2 separate regions of the Mus musculus genome follow, and region 1 is linked to region 2. Evidence: chromatin contacts called from public promoter capture Hi-C data. All regions are on one chromosome and are shown on one strand. The core of a region is the stretch at or near the end of the contact, and the rest is flanking DNA. Distances in the headings are between cores, read along the strand shown.

Evidence for each region. Promoter capture Hi-C pulls out the DNA fragments that hold promoters and counts their contacts.
Region 1: a contact with region 2 is called in a promoter capture Hi-C map of the HPC-7 cell line. The contact joins the promoter of Cytip here to the enhancer-like site in region 2. A contact is called at or near these places in 6 of 39 promoter capture datasets (the C10 cell line, the HPC-7 cell line, HPC-7-derived erythroid cells and 4 more), 1 of 15 datasets of contacts at CTCF or cohesin (CD8 T cells), 6 of 484 Hi-C or Micro-C datasets (LSK cells, Sertoli cells, Th2 cells and 3 more), 5 of 115 datasets of contacts at active chromatin or transcription factors (the 230-238 cell line, CD8 T cells, bone marrow-derived macrophages and 2 more) and 2 of 9 other capture datasets (adipose tissue and liver).

The regions. Positions count from the first base shown.
Region 1 is chr2:58,157,682-58,161,926 of GRCm38.p6, reverse strand. Cytip (cytohesin 1 interacting protein) reads left to right here and starts at 1,805. Exons shown (of 8, transcript NM_139200.4): 1 at 1,805-2,045. The coding sequence starts at 1,872.
Region 2 is chr2:58,034,208-58,038,030 of GRCm38.p6, reverse strand. Galnt5 (polypeptide N-acetylgalactosaminyltransferase 5) reads right to left here. Exons shown (of 10, transcript NM_172855.3): 9 at 2,671-2,832. Among named protein-coding and RNA genes, the nearest start is that of Ermn, 17 kb to the left of the region's middle. Within about 2 kb of position 2,225, at least 7 of the 459 cell types and tissues checked have an H3K27ac peak or open chromatin away from gene starts, as enhancers often do. A contact at or near this core is called in the HPC-7 cell line and megakaryocyte progenitors, where this site is marked.

The DNA of each region.
Region 1 (4,245 bases), core at 556-3,055, 120 kb before region 2:
GAGGGGATGGAAGGTAAATCCTAGAGGGGGAAAAAAGCCCACAACTTCTAAAAACCTACACAGTCACACACTGCTGTAAGTCAACAATTTGGTGTCTGAAAGCTTCGTTGTCATTGAAGATGAGTCATTTTATCACAGATGACACTACTGATCGGGATATTATTCAAAGTGTGTAGTAAGTGGCACGATGCAGGCCTCAAGAATCAGAAGAGAGACCCGAACCATCATGGTTGGCCAGTTCGTAAATACATTCATGGGTGTGGCCTGACTGATGTGTATGGGCAGGGAGCAGATGTGCCTTTGTTTTTTTTTAATACTAGTGGAATATAAATGTAAATGTAGTTATTGAAAGAGTCAGCATGTTAGGTGCATTTTATGGCATATAGTGAAACATGCTTCCAGTCAATCATTAATGTCTGCAATCTACAGACTAATACCTCATAACACTGAATTTGTACAGTTACTGTTTTCATCTATAGAACTTGGCTTGATTCAATGTTTGCAAGTATTAACACATTTACCTGACTGTAAAATTCCTAGAGGAAAAAAAAAATTGTTAAGCTACCAAAGTTACCAGCACTTTCTTTTGAATTACACATATCTGCCCCCTAGAAGGATGTGTGCTTGTAATCTCCAACTTAGATTTTATATGTTTTAAGGGACATCGTCTTCTTTCTATTCTTATTCAGTTCCAACAGTAAGGAGTCATGCTGTGTTAGAGCGTTACCGTTCTCCGATCCGGCTTCCTCTTTTCATTAATTCTGACGACTTTATGACTCACACTTGGCCAGTTCTGCTTGGGTTGAACCCACTTCGAGTTCTAGTGCACGCATTCCATTCTAGCTCGGAGCTTTTCTAACTCTTGTAAACTCTAGTAGTGACCTTCCAAACGACTTTTACGTGCGTGTTTGACTTCTGTGCTATTTAAAACTTCTCCTTTTTATTTTTGCTTTGATTCTGCCTTTTACGTACTTTCCTGCTTCTGGGTGAAACCCGTTATCTTCAACTACTTGAAAAATACAAAATTTAAAAAATAAAAAAAGCAACTGTTTTCAAGTCCCTCCCCCCACCGTGATGGCACACTGCCACAGGAACCATCCTGTGTTATCTCAGCTTGACTACCCCCTTCTTTCCCACTGCTTTCTTCCCCCCTAAAGTTGTAGGTATGAGTAGCCCCAGATACGAACAATGTTCTGCACTAAATACGCTGCCTTTCCTTCCCCTCCCCGTTATGTTCTTATAAAGCTGATGGGTAATTGCGGTAAGAATAAAGCGGCATAAAGGCAATTAGGTGAATGTCAAACGGCTACAGCTCTAGGGACAGAATGCATTTTTGATGAACTTTAATGAGGTAGAGGGAGGAACACCACAAGGACTTTACCAGAGAACAACCTGGCCAGCACCTGTGACATTTACAGCCAAAAGAGTGAGTGAGGGCACAGTCTGTTAAGTGCACGGGGGTGCTAATATTAAATGAGCAAACGGGTAGGAAGCAAATGAGCGAACTTGAACAAAGTTGTTTTCTTTTCTTTTCTTTCTCTGGAAAATTCTGTTTTGAGTACCCGTAGCCATAGAGTATCAAACTCTATGTTCCGGCTGTTTGAGGGAGGAAAAGTACACTGATTTTTTTCTTTTTCTTTTTTTTTTTTTTTAATTGTAGAAAAGGAACGCAAGGTTCTCTCAGGAGCACTGGAGAGTAGGAGTGACCTCCTCTATAGGCTTTGTGCAACAGTGTCTCAAACCACAGCAGTCACATGGGTTCTGTTGGCTTTGCTACTTTTTCGACTGCGTGTCAGAGGGCTGTGCATTTCGCTTCCTCCCTCCTGCAAGGCCAGGGAACCATGTGTTGGCGGGATTAATCTTTGCCCACAATGTCTCTGCAAAGGTTTCTGCAGCGGCAGGGCAGCAATGGCAATTTGGAGTACTGTGCTGACTCTGCCTACGGCTCCTACTCCGTCCTCACGGGCCAGCTCACGATGGAAGACAACCGAAGGATTCAAGTGCTGGCAGACACTGTAGCTACTTTGCCCCGGGGACGAAAGCAGGTAAGGTTGCTGCGCTGTCTAGAGTGTTCACGTTTGCCTGACCTCTGCTGAAAGTGGTACCTGCTCCTGCGTGTCTCTGTTAACTTTGACTACCAGCCTTATTCCCCGCGCTTAGGAGTCATTTCGGTTCTTATTCAAAGGAGAGTTCTTTTCCCTGAGGAGAACCTCTGTCTACTACCCAATTAACTTAGGAGTTAATGACTGAGAGTACATGTGAGGGGGGAGGTGACATGTCTACCAGAGATAGTATCACAGTTGAAGGATAGAAAAACAGTCACTTTTTTTTTTTTTTAAAGTAAGACTCAAATATTTATCTTCATTTAAAGATGTGCTCAGGTAAAATGAAAGTTGTTGAGAACAATGAACATGAAGGTCGTTTACAGGTACACAACCCACACGATCAACACTCCTCCGTTTGTGTGTCTGTTCATTGTCTCCCTCTGGGCTTACCTCCAGGCCCCGTCAGTTCACAATCGAGAGAAGACTTCTCCTTGAACACTACCTCTGTCAGCCAAGTGAATTCTTCAGTCCTGGAGCAATGATAGAACCTTGGGCTATTGGGAAGTAGGACTATTTCGGGGAGGTGAATGGGCTGCTTGGTAGCTGTGGCATACAGAGCAAGTTGGTAGCTGCCCCCCTCACATTATGTCTTTCTGAAAAGGAAGCTATCAAACTAAACTCCATTCACTTGATTAGGTAACAGCAGAAACAACTTCCTTGAACCCTCTGCCCTTTAAGTAAGGAAATGTACAGGGCACTCAGCACTCAATAAAGGCTGTTCGAAAATTTTTATGAAATGTCTTTAGAGATGAAAACTCAACTGGAAAAGTATGTGTCTAGTGAATTTGTTCTGAATCTTTGGTCTTCCATTTGTAATACATAAGAATGAACTATATACCACTTTATGTATTTTGATCATATACTTTTCTATAAGGTCCAAGGTGTGTATTTGAATTTATATAAACAGTCATGCACAAGATGTTTAGAACTGACTTAAAACACAGCTTTGTGGCTTACTACATTGTGCATATTGTGTTCTCCTCTGAGCTCATCTAACTTCAGCATTACAAAGTTGAAGCGTAGGGGAGAGTCAGGACCTGATGTGGTGAGTGGATTCCTTGGCATTTTCCACAGTGATGAAGCTCATTTGCTAGTAGTTGATTGTCATTCTCAATCCAACGTGTTTTTATAATACAAAGTTTGGTGAACATCTGTATCGATTTATAAATGGGCAACACAGGAAACGCCAACGGGTTTACTCAGATTCTAAACAGAGAGCAGTCTGTTTCTCTTTCTATTTAATACAAAGCCATTACACCAAATTCTGATCATTTGCTATCCTACTATTTGTTCTCGGCATATATCACTTACCAGGAAAAATACTGTTAATAACTGCACCACGGAGGGAATCTTTCCAGATCTTGTTCTCAGCTCAGGCTTTACACGTTGCCAGTCCCTGCCAGGTAAATCAAACTATATGTCAGCCCTGAGGGCTGGAGAAGGGTTAGCATTAGGGGACAGTTTGAGCAGGTGTATATGTAATATGTCTCCATAAACTGTCTTAGGCTTCCTAAGCATGGGAATCCCTAATGTGGGGACACAGACTCTGGTGTGTCAGGAAAATCCAGTGTGTGCCTGTGAGAGTTGAGAGGAGGGACAGCATGTGGCCAGTTTCCTTGAGAAAATAGTGCAGTTGGTTCTTGCTATCCACAGAGCATTGGTTCCAAAACTACCATCTTTGAAAATCAAAGACCAGAGATGTTGGACTCCCTGATATAAAATGGCAGCATATTTGCCTATAAACTACTAAGACCATGTCTAATACCTAAGACAATATCACTTGCTATGTGAGTAGCTGTCACATTATAGCATTTAGAGACTGAGGGTCGAAAAGAAACATACACATGTTCAGTACAGAACATGCCATGTGTTTCATTTCTATGGAGTATTTTCATCATCAGATGGTTGAATAGACAGATTCAGAACTATGATTTGACCAGCACCTATAGCCATTGAATAATTGGTTTGAGATATTGTGGATTTTAGGAAGTTCGTTCTAGAAATGAGACAAGTAGGTGGAGGAACTTTTACTGTAGTTGGTGAAGGAGTAGACGAGGCAATGGAGAGAAACGGTAAAGACTTGGTGATCAACAGCAGTAAGAACCAAGGAGATACAGCTGGCTTTTAAGCCTGAGTTTAG
Region 2 (3,823 bases), core at 976-3,475:
TATGATGCTTGCATACATATAAGGTTGTGCAAAGTAGCTGGCCTTGAAGCAAGTCATTCAACATTCTCTAGACAGTGTTCTGTGGCAAAGGACAGAGGTAACTGAATACTTCATCCCCATCAAAAGACACAGAAGGACCAGTGATAGGGAGGACTTCTATGCTCCAAATCTGGTTCTCGAGTGAGGGCAAAGTCAAGAGCATTGTGGGAGGACTGTCTGAGGAGCATTTAAAAATACAAATTTAGAAGTGTGTAATTTTAACTAGTCATTGCTATCTAGAGTCAAACTCTGAAAAAAGGAGGTTTTGTGTTATCCATAGTCTTCCTCCATTTCTCTTCTTCTTTAAGGCTTACATATCTTAGTGACTGCTCTAGCTATGTCTTGAATGCTATCTCCAAGGCTGAAGAGTTAAAGACCTGGTCCCCAGAGTGGAATTATAGATGGTAAAGTATTTGAGAGATGAGGTTTCTTGGCAGATCCTCAGGTAAAGACCAACAAGTCTAACCTAAGATGAACTCAGACCTCTAAAACAGAGCTGGTTCACTCTCTCCCATTTAATTATCTAAGGTATTTTTTCTAAAATGGTAGCAAGGGGCTTAAGAGAATTTGTATGATAATTGTCAAAAAAAGAAAAAGGAGAGACAGACACAGAGAGAGAGGGGGGAGAGGGAGTGAGGAAAGGAAGAAGAGAGGGAGGGAGGGAAAGAGAGAGAGAGAGAGAGAGAGAGAGACAGAGAGAGACAGAGAGAGACAGAGAGAGACAGAGAGAGACAGAGAGAGACAGAGAGAGACAGAGAGAGAGAGAGAGAGTCAATTATAGGCCATTAATCTCTGGCCATCTACATACATTTCAACACAAAGGGGCTGAAATGCAGAAGACAACGATATAGCAAACCACAGATTCCTGGTTTCTGTTATCTTAGTTCCTTACTTCTTCCTAATCCGCTTCCTGTGTAAGACTTATTCTTACATATTACCACACTGTAAATCCTGTCCAACATTCACTGTGCACACAAAGAATGTTCCCACTGTCCCCCTTTCCTTCTGGCCCCTTTGTTTCCTCCTTCAGTTCAGGATGTTAAGGAAGTAGGAGTTGGGATGTAATTTAGTTGACAGATATTCATGACATTTTCTCAAACGTGAAAGACAAAAATAGAGGTTTATACATTAATCATTCTCTATTTGGTACTATTAACTGAAAATAATCAGAATCATCTATCTATCTGTCTGTCTGTCTGTCTGTCTATCTATCTATCTATCTATCTATCTATCTATCTATCTATCTGTCTGTCTGTCTGTCTGTCTGTCTGTCTGTCTGTCTGTCTGTCTATCTGTCTATCTATCTATCATATATATCATATATATGTGTGTGTGTGTGTGTGTGTGTGTGTGTGTGTGTGTGTAGAATGAGTAGATTGGCCCTATACTAGGAGCAAAAAAGAATATCTGAATATGTCATCAAAAGAAGGACACCCTAACAAATGGGGCACCCCCAAAATAAAATAAGTTTTTATTGGGGTCAGTTCTGGGCAGAATCATGATTTCTATATTGCTTGGTGACTTTTCATACCTGTTGCTTAGATAAAATACCAATAAGAACAACTTATGGGACAACAGTTTATTTTAGCTCACAGTTCAAGATGACATCCCACAATGGGTGGGTAGTTTCCCAGGAGTTTTCTAGAGTCAAACTTAGTTTGACAGGAGTTTTGTGAGACTAGTCACATTTCATGAAAAGAGAGTAGGAAGTCAATGTTATATATTCCTCAGCTCTTTCCTTCACATAGCCCTTTTAAGGAACAGTCTCACTCAAGAGGAAGCTAGGTCTTCCCACACCAATTAACATAATCAAGACAGTCTCCCCCTAGGCATGCTCAGGTGCTATCTGTAACCTCAACACCAGTGCCTGGAAGACATTAGGTGGCTGCATGCTAGTGAGATGACAGAAATTTGAGAAGACAGTCTTGAGACTATTCCTACCATTTCGAAATTCTTAGACAAATCATATGACCTCAAATTTGCTTCAAACAGGACTAGGCGAAACTGAATGGATCCTGAGATTGAATGCAGCAGCACTGGGGTAGCTTTTAAGAAGGTGCAAACATTCTCAGTGATGTGTTATCACCAAATGCAAAGCTGGCAAGAGACCACAGTCACCCTCCCTTAGTCTGTCCCTGCAGTGCCTGGAGAGTCTTATCTGTAGACCCACATGGAGTTAGAGAAATGACCCCTTTCCTAGAACGAGGGCAGAAAGGGGAACTGGAGTCATTCTAGACAGCAACATTTGTAGGAAGCATACAGCGTCTTACTTTTTTCATGTGTTCTACCTCTAGACTCTTCCCATAACCAATGGGAATACGTTTCAGAAATACACATGACATTGTTGTTTATTTAAATGAATGCTAGAATCGAGGATGATGGTACCAGTATAGCAGAAAGAAATGGGTGCTTTTAATTTAAACCACTGAGTTGAAAGAAATTTTGAAAAGAGAGCAAACAAAATTCAATTAAATTAAAATGGGGCAACAATGGTCTTTATACCCTTGAGTGAAACTTCACACTATCTCTGTTGTTACTGATGGCATTTAAGGCTTCAGACTGGGGAAGTGGACTTTGTAGTAAATAATAAGAGTTGACTTTGTAGTAAAGGATGGCACAGGTTTTGCTTACCAGTTCTGGATGGAAGGCAGATGCTGATTTGTGCAGCCATTTAAGCCTGTTGTTTCTGTTGTCACAATGGTACAGTGTCAGGGATCCTTTTTCAGGGATGGGTGCCACACACCACTCTCCGTGCTTAATAAGTCTTACCCAGGTATAATTAAATTGTTGAAGCTGTAGGGAATGGGAACAGGACAGGCCATTCAGTAAGCAGGCGGAGGGAGGGGAAGTTGCCAAACCTTTTATCAGCAATAGGTGAGACCATGCGAACTCTGATCCAATGAGGTATGTGCATTATTCTATCTGCCCACTGTCATATTTTTCACTGTTATGTTGAAGAGGAAGACGATCACTGTGGGTTTCAGTAATGATTTTCATGTGTCTAGCATACAGTATGCTCTCAATAAATATTACCGGAAGTGGCGTATGCTGTTAGTGCACTAAGTATATCTCTGAATATGGATGTTATTTCCAGTGGTATGAGTTACAGGCAATCTGGGTGCTCAGTATTGGAATGTGTAAATCACCATGCAGTTAAGATCCCTATCCATCAGTGGCTTTATGTGGATCAAAGCCCAGTCTTAGATTTCTTCAGTGGAAATTACCGTACCTTCTTCTTTCAGATTCTTACTTGGACTCACATTGACTTATTCTGATGGGTGGAAAGTTATTGAAATGTGTCCTTGCTACCATGTAATGTCTCCCAATTCATAGGATCAGCTCCTAGGGTAAGTTCAGACTGGAGGAGTTGACAGGGTCTGAAATAAGTATCACTTCAGGTAATTCAATCGTGTTTTCAATCCTTAAAAATAATTTGACAGTGATTTGAAAATAATTTAAGGTTGGTTGATTCATTTATCCTAAAGCTCTGGTCCTTGTGAAATTTGCCATGGAGGGAGGCAGGGAAGTCCAGGACAGAAAAAGCATTGCAATGCTTTTCCTCTATGAATCATCTCTAATGTAGCTGGAGGATCTTTTATCTGCGGTATTAAACATTGAACCAAGGACTTTACACATGAGAGGCAAATGTCCTATCACTGTGCTACATGTCCTATGCTTTTTTGTACAATTTATTCTGAAACAAAGCTTACCATGTAAGCCACAATAGCCTTGCATTTGTTATGTAGTCTGAGAAAGCCCTAAAGTCATTATTTTCTTGACTCAA